Regions from separate parts of the Sus scrofa genome. Here region 2 is linked to region 1. The links are chromatin contacts, called in public Hi-C maps. All regions are on one chromosome and are shown on one strand. Each heading gives the region's core, a stretch centred on a gene start, on an enhancer-like site or on the middle of the called end of the contact. The rest is flanking DNA. Distances are from core to core; before and after follow the strand shown.

Region 1 (4,456 bases), core at 253-2,752:
TTATGTATGCCATCAGATAGTCCCAGAGTGGGCAGGAAGTGAAATTCCTGTTAAAAAGAGAAGAAAATCTAGGTAAGAAGATTCTTGTTTCAATGTAAGAGTTTTCCTTCTAAAGTGTGAGCTCGTGATATTGAGAAATATTTAAAATTGATCCAAACCAGATTATAAATAGGTCTATGCTAAAGAGGCACACTTCAAAACAACGGTGACCTATATAAAGCTGAAAGCACGCAAGCAGAAAATCGGTAGTAACCTGGGCAACTTTTATTTAGCAATCCGCCATGCCAGGCAACATCATGGCCAGTTCAGAAACGGCGATGCCTCCGAAGAAAACCCAAACAACATGAACTTTTAAGGGAAAGAAACAAGACTTTTAGCTTACAATACTGTCCTCAACCATCATTCATCTTACACAGAGATGGAACACACCCATTTCCTGTGAATCCAGCATTTCCTCTCCTTCTAGCTAATAATCCTTCTATACCATTGTTCTCCGGATTAAACTGCAAAATGTAGAGCTGGTAACACCATAAAATAAAAATGCCTTTTAGTGGCACCAAGATTTTTAGAATTAAGTATTTGACTTTTAAGGAACACTAACAATAGAGATTCAAAAATTATTTAAATTTAAATAAAGTCAGCCTACATTAATAATAAGAATCCAACTACGGCTAGCAAACATGTTCAACTTACCAATAAAAGAATTCAGATAATTTGGTTTAAAAGAGGGAAATCAGTAGGAATCCTAAAGATTTACATGTTGCTATTTTACCTTATGTGACCCAGGCTGTCTTGTCTTGAGCATCTTATTTATTCTTCTCTCCTTTTTGTCTTAAACCGAAAGAAAGACTGTAACCTTTAATACCGGTTAGTCTATTTATAACTGTTCCATCTACAACCATTTTCCTACTACAAACATGCCCTGATAGCTTATCTCAGTCCACAAGCCAGACAACAAAGGCCTGCTGGCCTGCTGGAGGAGAAATGGAGAGCAGGAAATGAGAAGGCTTAGTTAATCCCCAGATAATCGATCGGTGTATTCAGTCAAGTATGAGCTGGGCTGAGGAAATGCTGCTTTTAAAAAAAAGAAAGGAAGAAAATCAAAGAGCACATGACCAGGGCCACAGTTCATTTTAAAACAGATAATTTCTGACAAGCATATATCCCATCACATTCAAGCACTAATACAACTTATATAAATGTTAATATCATTTGAAGAAAAACCTTTTCTCCTTAAAATCCTTCATCCTCTATCCTTTTTCAGAAACGTTTTAATTTGGGGGTTTTGTTTTATTGTTTTAGTTTTGGTTCATCTGTTTGGGTTCTTTTCCCCCTAAATCTGCTTTACTGAGGATATAATTTACACACAGTAAAACTGTGTTTGACAAATGCGTTGTGTAACCACAACCACAATCAAGATGGGGAATATTCCATTACCACAAAAAGATTAACTTCCTTTTGAATTGATGCGTCCACTCTGCTGAAAAAGCTTTAGTGCCAGGGAACCTTAGAAAAATGTTCTACTCTCAATTCCTGCCTCCGTGTTAACACGCAGCGACGTTCGCATGGAGAAAAACAGCTCTGAGTCAGCTGTGGCCCTTCCTTCCCCCGGCTGAAGCTAAAGACCACGACGGAACACAGCCCCGTGTGCTTCCACATCGAATAATGAGCTCGTTCAAACTTTGCCACTGAGATTTTAAATCTTCCAAAATCCCAGAATATTATAGCAGTTACAGTTATAATAGCTATGGGAGTGAAAATTTTTTTGAATTAATTTTACACAGTACAATCTCCTCAAATCATGTAACCAGTTTTCAATGAGCTTCTACCAGGTCTCAGACCACTGTTCTGGAAAAGATACTGAGGATTCAGGAGAGAAGAAAGTCCCAGGGTTGGCAGAGCTAACAGCCCACGGAAGGACAAATCCTCTGCCAATCTCTCCGTCCTTCAGAAAGGAAAAGAGGTTAGGTGCTTACAAAAAAAGCCACTAGCCATGAAAATTGCCACTTAGTAATCATATAATCCTAGTAACATTTCTTCTACTTTATTCAGTCTCTCTGGATATTGTTTTCCTTAAAAATATCTGTCTTCTCAAAAAGTCCTGAGGGTGGCAAGAAAAAGCTACTATGAATGCCTGCTTCACACAGAGAAGGGGGCTGAAAACCCTGGTAAACCCATACCCCACTTGCTCCGTCCAGTGTGGCGTGGAGATGGGCACGCGCCATCAGCCTCCACACGGCGGCCCCTGAGCAGAGCTGGGCGTGGAGACCCGGAGCGGAGCGAGGCACCCCGTGCTCCAGGAAACCAGAGGGCAGCTCCTCAAAGAGCGAGCTATTTTCAGGGGCCCGATTCCTGCATCTCCTCATCTCTAGAAAAACACGAAAATCCTTCATGGTGACGTCTGCTCCTTGTGACTGGTAGTAACTCAGGTGGAAATTAAAGGAAGGCCTAAGAAAGAATAACCCCGCATGACTCACTGACCCAGTGGACCCGGACCTGCCGTCTCCACTGAATCGCACCTCCACAGGCGAAGCAACCAAGACCAGGAAGCGGCTGACTTTCCAAGGACAAACAAAGCTCAATTTTTATGCCATGATCTCGACTGCCACCCTGGACCTACAGAACGCAGCACATGACCCCAGCCTGATGCTCTCCCAGTGGCAGGGCGGAGGAGACTCTGTGAATCTCCTGCCCAGGGCTCCCGGCCACTCTGCTAGTCAATAAATCCTGCTTGAGATCTCACTGCTCTGCTCAACTGTCTGACTGTCCCAGGCGCCCTAACTGTAACCTTCATGAGACCAGCAAGAAACTTTGCCAACAGTGTGCCTGGCTGCACGCACCTCCTCTCATCTTAATAATTCCCCTGCCTCTCTGGGCAGTATTTCAGTCATCTGCGAAACACAGCCACCTCCAAGGGTGAGCCGGGGCGCCCAGAGGGCTGTGAAAACTCAGGATCCTGGCCCCAGTAGCGGAGGTGCACATCAAAGGAATGGTGTGGGGGAGCCCAGGCCTCTTTTGGTCCTGCTCCCTGTCCTTTGCTGCAAAAACTCCAAGACATCCTAGCTCCCACCTCACCTCCCCACAGTGGTTTTTCAGGGCTACCTGAGATGCTGTCTCCAGGACTTAAATCCTAATTTTGCCCCAAATAAACTTAACTCTCAACTTCAGGTTGTGCCTTTTTTTTTTTTTTTTTTTTTTTTAAGCCTACAACAGGAACAACACAGAAACCTCAGTCTCTATCTCATGAAAACTCTGGAAGGTTGTCTTTTATAGAATTTATTACGAAAAATGTCACGGGCACACAGGTATAAAAATAACACAACCAAGAACCAAACATGTTTTAAGAAATAAAGCATGACCAAACCTGAAGAAGCTTCTCCTTTTAGACAGGTCTTTCTTACTCCCCCAGAGGTAACCACTTTTTGGGGGGCGGGGAGAGGGGGGCCTGAGGCATGTAGAAGTTCCTGGGCCAGGAATCAGACACACATCGCAGCAGTAACCAGAGCCACAGCAGTGACAATGGACACCAGATTCTTAAAACTGACAGGCCCGCCACAAGGGAACAGAGTAACCACTGCCTTGAATTACTGGTGCTCGTTACCATGCAGTCCTTCACGCGGCTTTTTCCTGCAGTGTACGTGTAACTAAAACTCTATACGGTACTGTTTCACGGTTTTTACACTTTACATAAATGATACCATCATCTGATTTCCTCTGCAGTCTGCTCTGCCTTCTCAGCATTGTGCTTGTGTGACTCACCTAGGCCCTAGTTCATTCGCTTTACATGATACATATTACCTCTATGTTCAATGTGCCACAACTTCTTCAACATTTTCCTGCCAATAGATATTTGAGTCACTTCCAGTTTTTTTACTATTACAACCAAGGCTGATACTCTAAGCATTCCTACTCAGGTGTGTGCAAGTCTGTTTTAAGCTTGTCTCGGGAGTTCCGTCATGGTACAGCGGAAACGAATCTGACTAAGAACCATGGGTTCGATCCCTGGCCTCGCTCTGTGGGTTAAGGATCTGGCATTGCTGTGGCTCTGGCATAGGCCAGCAGCAACAGCTCAGATTAGACCCCTAGCCTGGGAACCTCCATACGCCGAGGGTGCAGCCCTCAAAGGACAAAAAAAAAAAAAAAAAAAAAAATTGTGTCTCTGAATGTTTAGTACCATAGCTAAAATATTCAAACTTACTAAGGTAACAGCATTCATGTTCTCTGATAGCTTAAGCCTCTAAGATCTGCAGTGCTGCCCCAGGTTACTCTTCATCCTGGTCACTTTTGCCTTCTTTCTTTCTTTCCTTCATCATCTTTATAGGAATTTTTCATGAGTCATTTCAAAGGAGCAACTTCTGATATTATTAATCTTTAATGTACATTTTCCTTATTAATTCATTAATTTGAGCTCTTCATCATCCCTTTCATTTTCTCAGATGAAATTTATTTTTAATTT
Region 2 (4,362 bases), core at 1,723-4,222, 250 kb after region 1:
TGCTCCTGAATTAATGCGCTTCCTCCTCACCCCTGGGGCTCCTGGGTTTAATTACTGTCTTAGGTCACACTGCAAATGAGTCTGCATTCGCTCCTGGTCCCTGTGGAAGGCAGCCCTGATTACCAAGCTCTCCTGCTTTGCGGCATGATGGGCAGGAAGCGTGGGAGGCGGGTGCCGCTGGCAGGGCTGGCCTCCCCTTAGAACTGAGGAGCAGAATTGCATGAAGGCGGTGACTCTCCTGTCCCATGCGGGGGTCTAAGGTGAGCTGCAGCGTTCAAGGTCGTGTCTGGGGAGTCACTGCTCCCTGAAGACACCCGGAGATCTGTCGTCAAAGACGGAGGAGCCCTGGGGGACCGAGGGAAGAACCGGGAAGAGGTCAGCCTGCAGAAGGTGGGCCAGGGGTGGCAGATTCAAAGACCTTGGAGGGCTGGGCGGGCGTGTGACTGAGGGAAGCAGGAAGGGCGGCAGCAGCTGAGGGCACGAGACCTTGGCCAAGGATTGTCTTCTAGGAAGGCAGGTCCCGTGTTGTCAATTTTCCAACGCCCCGGAAACCAGAAAGTGGATTTTTTTTACAAGGAATCTTTTAGTGTTTGTTTGTTTGTTTTTGTCTTTTTGCCATTTCTTGGGTTGCTCTCACGGCATATGGAGGTTCCCAGGCTAGGGGTCGAATCGGAGCTGTAGCTGACAGCCTACGCCAGAGCCACAGCAACGAGTGATCCGAGCCACGTCTGCAACCTACACCACAGCTCACGGCAACGCCGGATCCTTAACCCACTGAGCAAGGGGCAGGAATTGAACCCGCAACCTCATGTTTCCTAGTCGGATTTGTTAAACACTGCGCCACGATGGGACTCCGAATCTTTTAGATTCTGACCACAAATTAGAATTTGAAAAACCAATAGGTTGTCTGGGTTCGGGGCTGGGGGTGGGGATTGACTGGGAAGGCGCTTGAGGAACCCTTGGAGGGATGGAAATGGGCTACCCCCTCACCGTGGAGCTTGGCAGGCGTGTGGACGAGAGCACGTCGAACTGCACCCTTCGAACAGGTGCCTGTTACTGAACGCAGTCATGCCTCGGGGGGGCAGGTTCAGCGGGTCCCCATCCTTCTAGGGCTGCTGGGAGCTTTCCGTTCCAAACTCCGTTCCTTTCTCGTGTGGTCATGGCCACAAATGCCTGATCTACGCTCTAGAGACTTTCCTCCGCTTTCCCTGTGTCCTGCACCTCGTTCTAGGTAAGTACAGCACCTGAAGGTTTAAGGGGGTCTCTTCGGGTGGGAGCCCAAGTTGATTGGACCCTTTGCTGTACTTCTTCTGTAATGAGCCATGAGCTAGTGCTCCTGGATTGTGACTGAGCCCCGTTTCACGGATTTGTTCAATGGCTCAGTGGGAGGGCCGGACTCTAAACCCAGGTCACCAGGCTCCCTCTGGGGCTGCTGTCGGGGAGCAGGTGTTGGGATCCCCACTGCAGGGAGGAGAGCTGACCACATGGAGTTCCTGGTCAGGAAGCAGACCCCTGACCGCATGGCACAGGGAACTCTCTCCAGTCTCGTGGGATAGACCGTGAGGGAAGATAAGGAATGTATATGTATGTACGACTGGGTCATTTGTTGCACAGCAGAAATTGGCACAACATTGTAAATCAACTATACCTCAATTAAAAAAAAAAAATTTGGAGTTCCCGTCGTGGCTCTGAGGTTAACGAATCCGACTACGAACCATGAGGTTGCAGGTTCGGTCCCTGGCCTTGCTCAGTGGGTTAAGGATCTGGCGTGGCCGTGAGCCGTGGTGCATGTCACAGACACAGCTTCGATCCCAAGTTGCTGTGGCTGTGGTGTAGGCCAGCGGCTACAGCTCCGATTTGACCCTTAGCCTGGGAACCTCCATATGCCTCAGGTGCAGCCCTAAAAAGACCAAAAAAAAAAAAAAAAAAAAAAAAAATCTAAATGAAGCAGTGTCTCTGCAATGTGGTCCAGGAAATGCTTTGACTGCCTTTAACTGCCCTCTCCCAGCCTCAGCTGCGTTTATGAAAAATAGAATGACCAGGGCAGGGCTCTTCAGGAGAAGCTTGGCATTCTAGCCCTGCCTGGTCACCCCGCCCTGCAATCCGTTTCCTGTACTCGTGCATCTCAAGCTCCGAGTAGTGCCCTGGAGGCAGCTGGGAAACTTAACACTGGATCTTATTTTTTGGCCAGGTCTGTGGCATGTGGAAGTTCTCAGGCCAGGGTCGAACTTGGAACCTGAGCCACAGCAGTGACAAGGCTGAATCCTTAACCACTAGGATTAAGGGAACTCCCCAGAGATGTTTATTTTAAAAACGCTACATTCCTACAAACGCCTAGGATCAGAGAAATGTTTACTGGCCATCTCAAAGCCGGAGAGCTGCTTTCTGGAAATTTAGATTTAACACCACCTGTCCTGCTTCAACAGGGGCCCCAGGAGGAGGCCGATGGTTTTCGATTCTTCCTGGCTGAGCTGCCCATCTGCGTCTGTTTTGTTGCTGCTGAGTCAGAATTTGTGTTCACCATCCTCCCCTGGGGCTCGGGCGCCCAGGGCCAGTGAGGTGGCCCTGAGCCTCCTGTCCTTGGGCAGCAGATCTGAAAGGGTTAACTACACTTGCTCTGTAACCCAGATGCCTTTAACTCCTGGTCATTGTTAACTAAATGCTAATTTGCAAAGGAGTTCTCTTGTGGGACAGAGGATCTGACCCCTGTCCTGGGAACTTCCAGTCTGGGAACTTCCACGTGCGGGGCACAAGCAGCCAAAAAACCAAGAAAAAACATAGGCAAACTTGCTACTTTAAAAGCTCAGGTGAACACAAATGCTCTAGTGAGACTGTCAGGCCCAGTTCAACTCACCTCCCTCCAGTCCATTTTCAGATGAAAATCAGTCATGCGAACCTGGGGTTAGTGGTTTCGGCGGTGCCAAGAGGCTGCAGCACATCAGGTGGAAGGAGGCTTTGTCCTTACTTGAAGATGGTTTGACTTAAGACATGTTGTTGCCACGTTCACAGGTGTGGTGGCGTTGGGATGTAACTGGAGCTCTGCTAGTCAAATACTAATCCAGGTATTTCCGGGAACGTATTTTGCAGGCATAATTAAAGCCTCGTATCTGTTCCGACAGGTTATCTCGGATGATCTGGGTGGGTCTGAATCAGGTGGAAGTTCTTAAAAGCAGGTCTTATCCAAGAGAGAAATTTCACCTGTGACCATGGCATTCTGTCCTGTCATCCCTCTCTTCTGACTGGCTTCCCTGTGGATTGTTTTAAAGTGATTTTTATTTTTTCCATTATAGCTGGTTTACAGTGTTCTGTAAATTTCCTACTGTATAGCAAAGTAGCCCAGTTACACATGCATGTATACATTCTTTTTCTCACATTATTCTCCATCACAAGTGACTTGATATAGTCGCCAGTGTTATAGAGCAGGATCTCATTGCTTATCCATTCCAAACGTAATAGTTTGTATCTGTTAACCCTAGATTGCCAGTCCATCCCACTGCCCTCTGGATTTTGTTTTTTGGTTTTCTTTTTTTTTAAAGCTTTTCTTATGTTTTATTTATCTCTCACTTTTTTTTAGGGCTGCAACTGCAGCACATGGAAGTTACCAGGTTAGGGGTCCAATCTGAGTTACAGCTGCTGGCCTACACTGCAGCAACACCAGATCTGAGCCGTGTCTGCGAACTACACCACAGCTCATGGCAACCACTGAGCAAGGCCAAGGGTTGAACTCACAATCTCATGGTTCCTAGTTGGATTCATTTCGGCTGCTATGGATTTTGCCCTGATTTCCTGCCCTGTGGATTTGCTTAGCCAGATCTGCAGTCACAGAGGCCAGTTCCCTGTGATGATTTTTTTTTTGGCTACGTTATGCAATTCCCAGACCAGGGACTGAGCACCAGCTGCAGAAGTGAAAGCACCAAGTCCTAAGCACTAGGGCACCAGGGAACTCCCCATAAATCTCTTAATACATGTATGGTCTACTGGTTCTGCTCCTTGAGTTAAACCCTGACAGCAATGAAAAGAATGTCCACAAGGGGGCCTCGCCAGGTATTAAAACACATTTCAAGGGACTTGGATCAAAATTACTTTGGGGAAGAAAAATGCTAACAGACAGCAGACTTCAAGGGGCCGAGAACAACAACCTCCAAGTTCCATCCCTCGCTTGTTAATAACCGCACTGCCTCACACGGGGCTCGCCCATCACTACAACAGTGCTTTTTCTTCTGCTACTGCCTCGCACCTGCAGCACCGGACACATCCGGCAGCAGCCACGTGGAGCTCCTGTGCACTTGAACCAAGGTCGGTGAAAGTGAGGAAAGGAACTGGAGTTCAGTTCATCTAAACAGGGTTCTCCCAGGCCCTCTA

Evidence for each region. A called contact is a pair of places that touch in the nucleus more often than the background predicts.
Region 2: a Hi-C map of epiblast stem cells shows a contact between it and region 1, with 2.1 times the contacts expected there. The contact joins two enhancer-like sites. A contact is called at or near these places in 1 of 5 promoter capture datasets (liver), 18 of 47 Hi-C or Micro-C datasets (alveolar macrophages, embryonic fibroblasts, epiblast stem cells and 11 more) and 2 of 2 datasets of contacts at active chromatin or transcription factors (alveolar macrophages and skeletal muscle).

What each region holds. Positions count from the first base shown.
Region 1 is chr6:69,133,644-69,138,099 of Sscrofa11.1, forward strand. All of the region lies in intron 4 of RERE (arginine-glutamic acid dipeptide repeats protein), which reads right to left. Among named protein-coding and RNA genes, the nearest start is that of RERE, 120 kb to the right of the region's middle. Within about 2 kb of position 1,503, at least 27 of the 83 cell types and tissues checked have an H3K27ac peak or open chromatin away from gene starts, as enhancers often do. A contact at or near this core is called in epiblast stem cells, where this site is marked.
Region 2 is chr6:69,380,554-69,384,915 of Sscrofa11.1, forward strand. No RefSeq gene overlaps it. Among named protein-coding and RNA genes, the nearest start is that of ENO1, 19 kb to the right of the region's middle. Within about 2 kb of position 2,973, at least 8 of the 83 cell types and tissues checked have an H3K27ac peak or open chromatin away from gene starts, as enhancers often do. A contact at or near this core is called in epiblast stem cells, where this site is marked.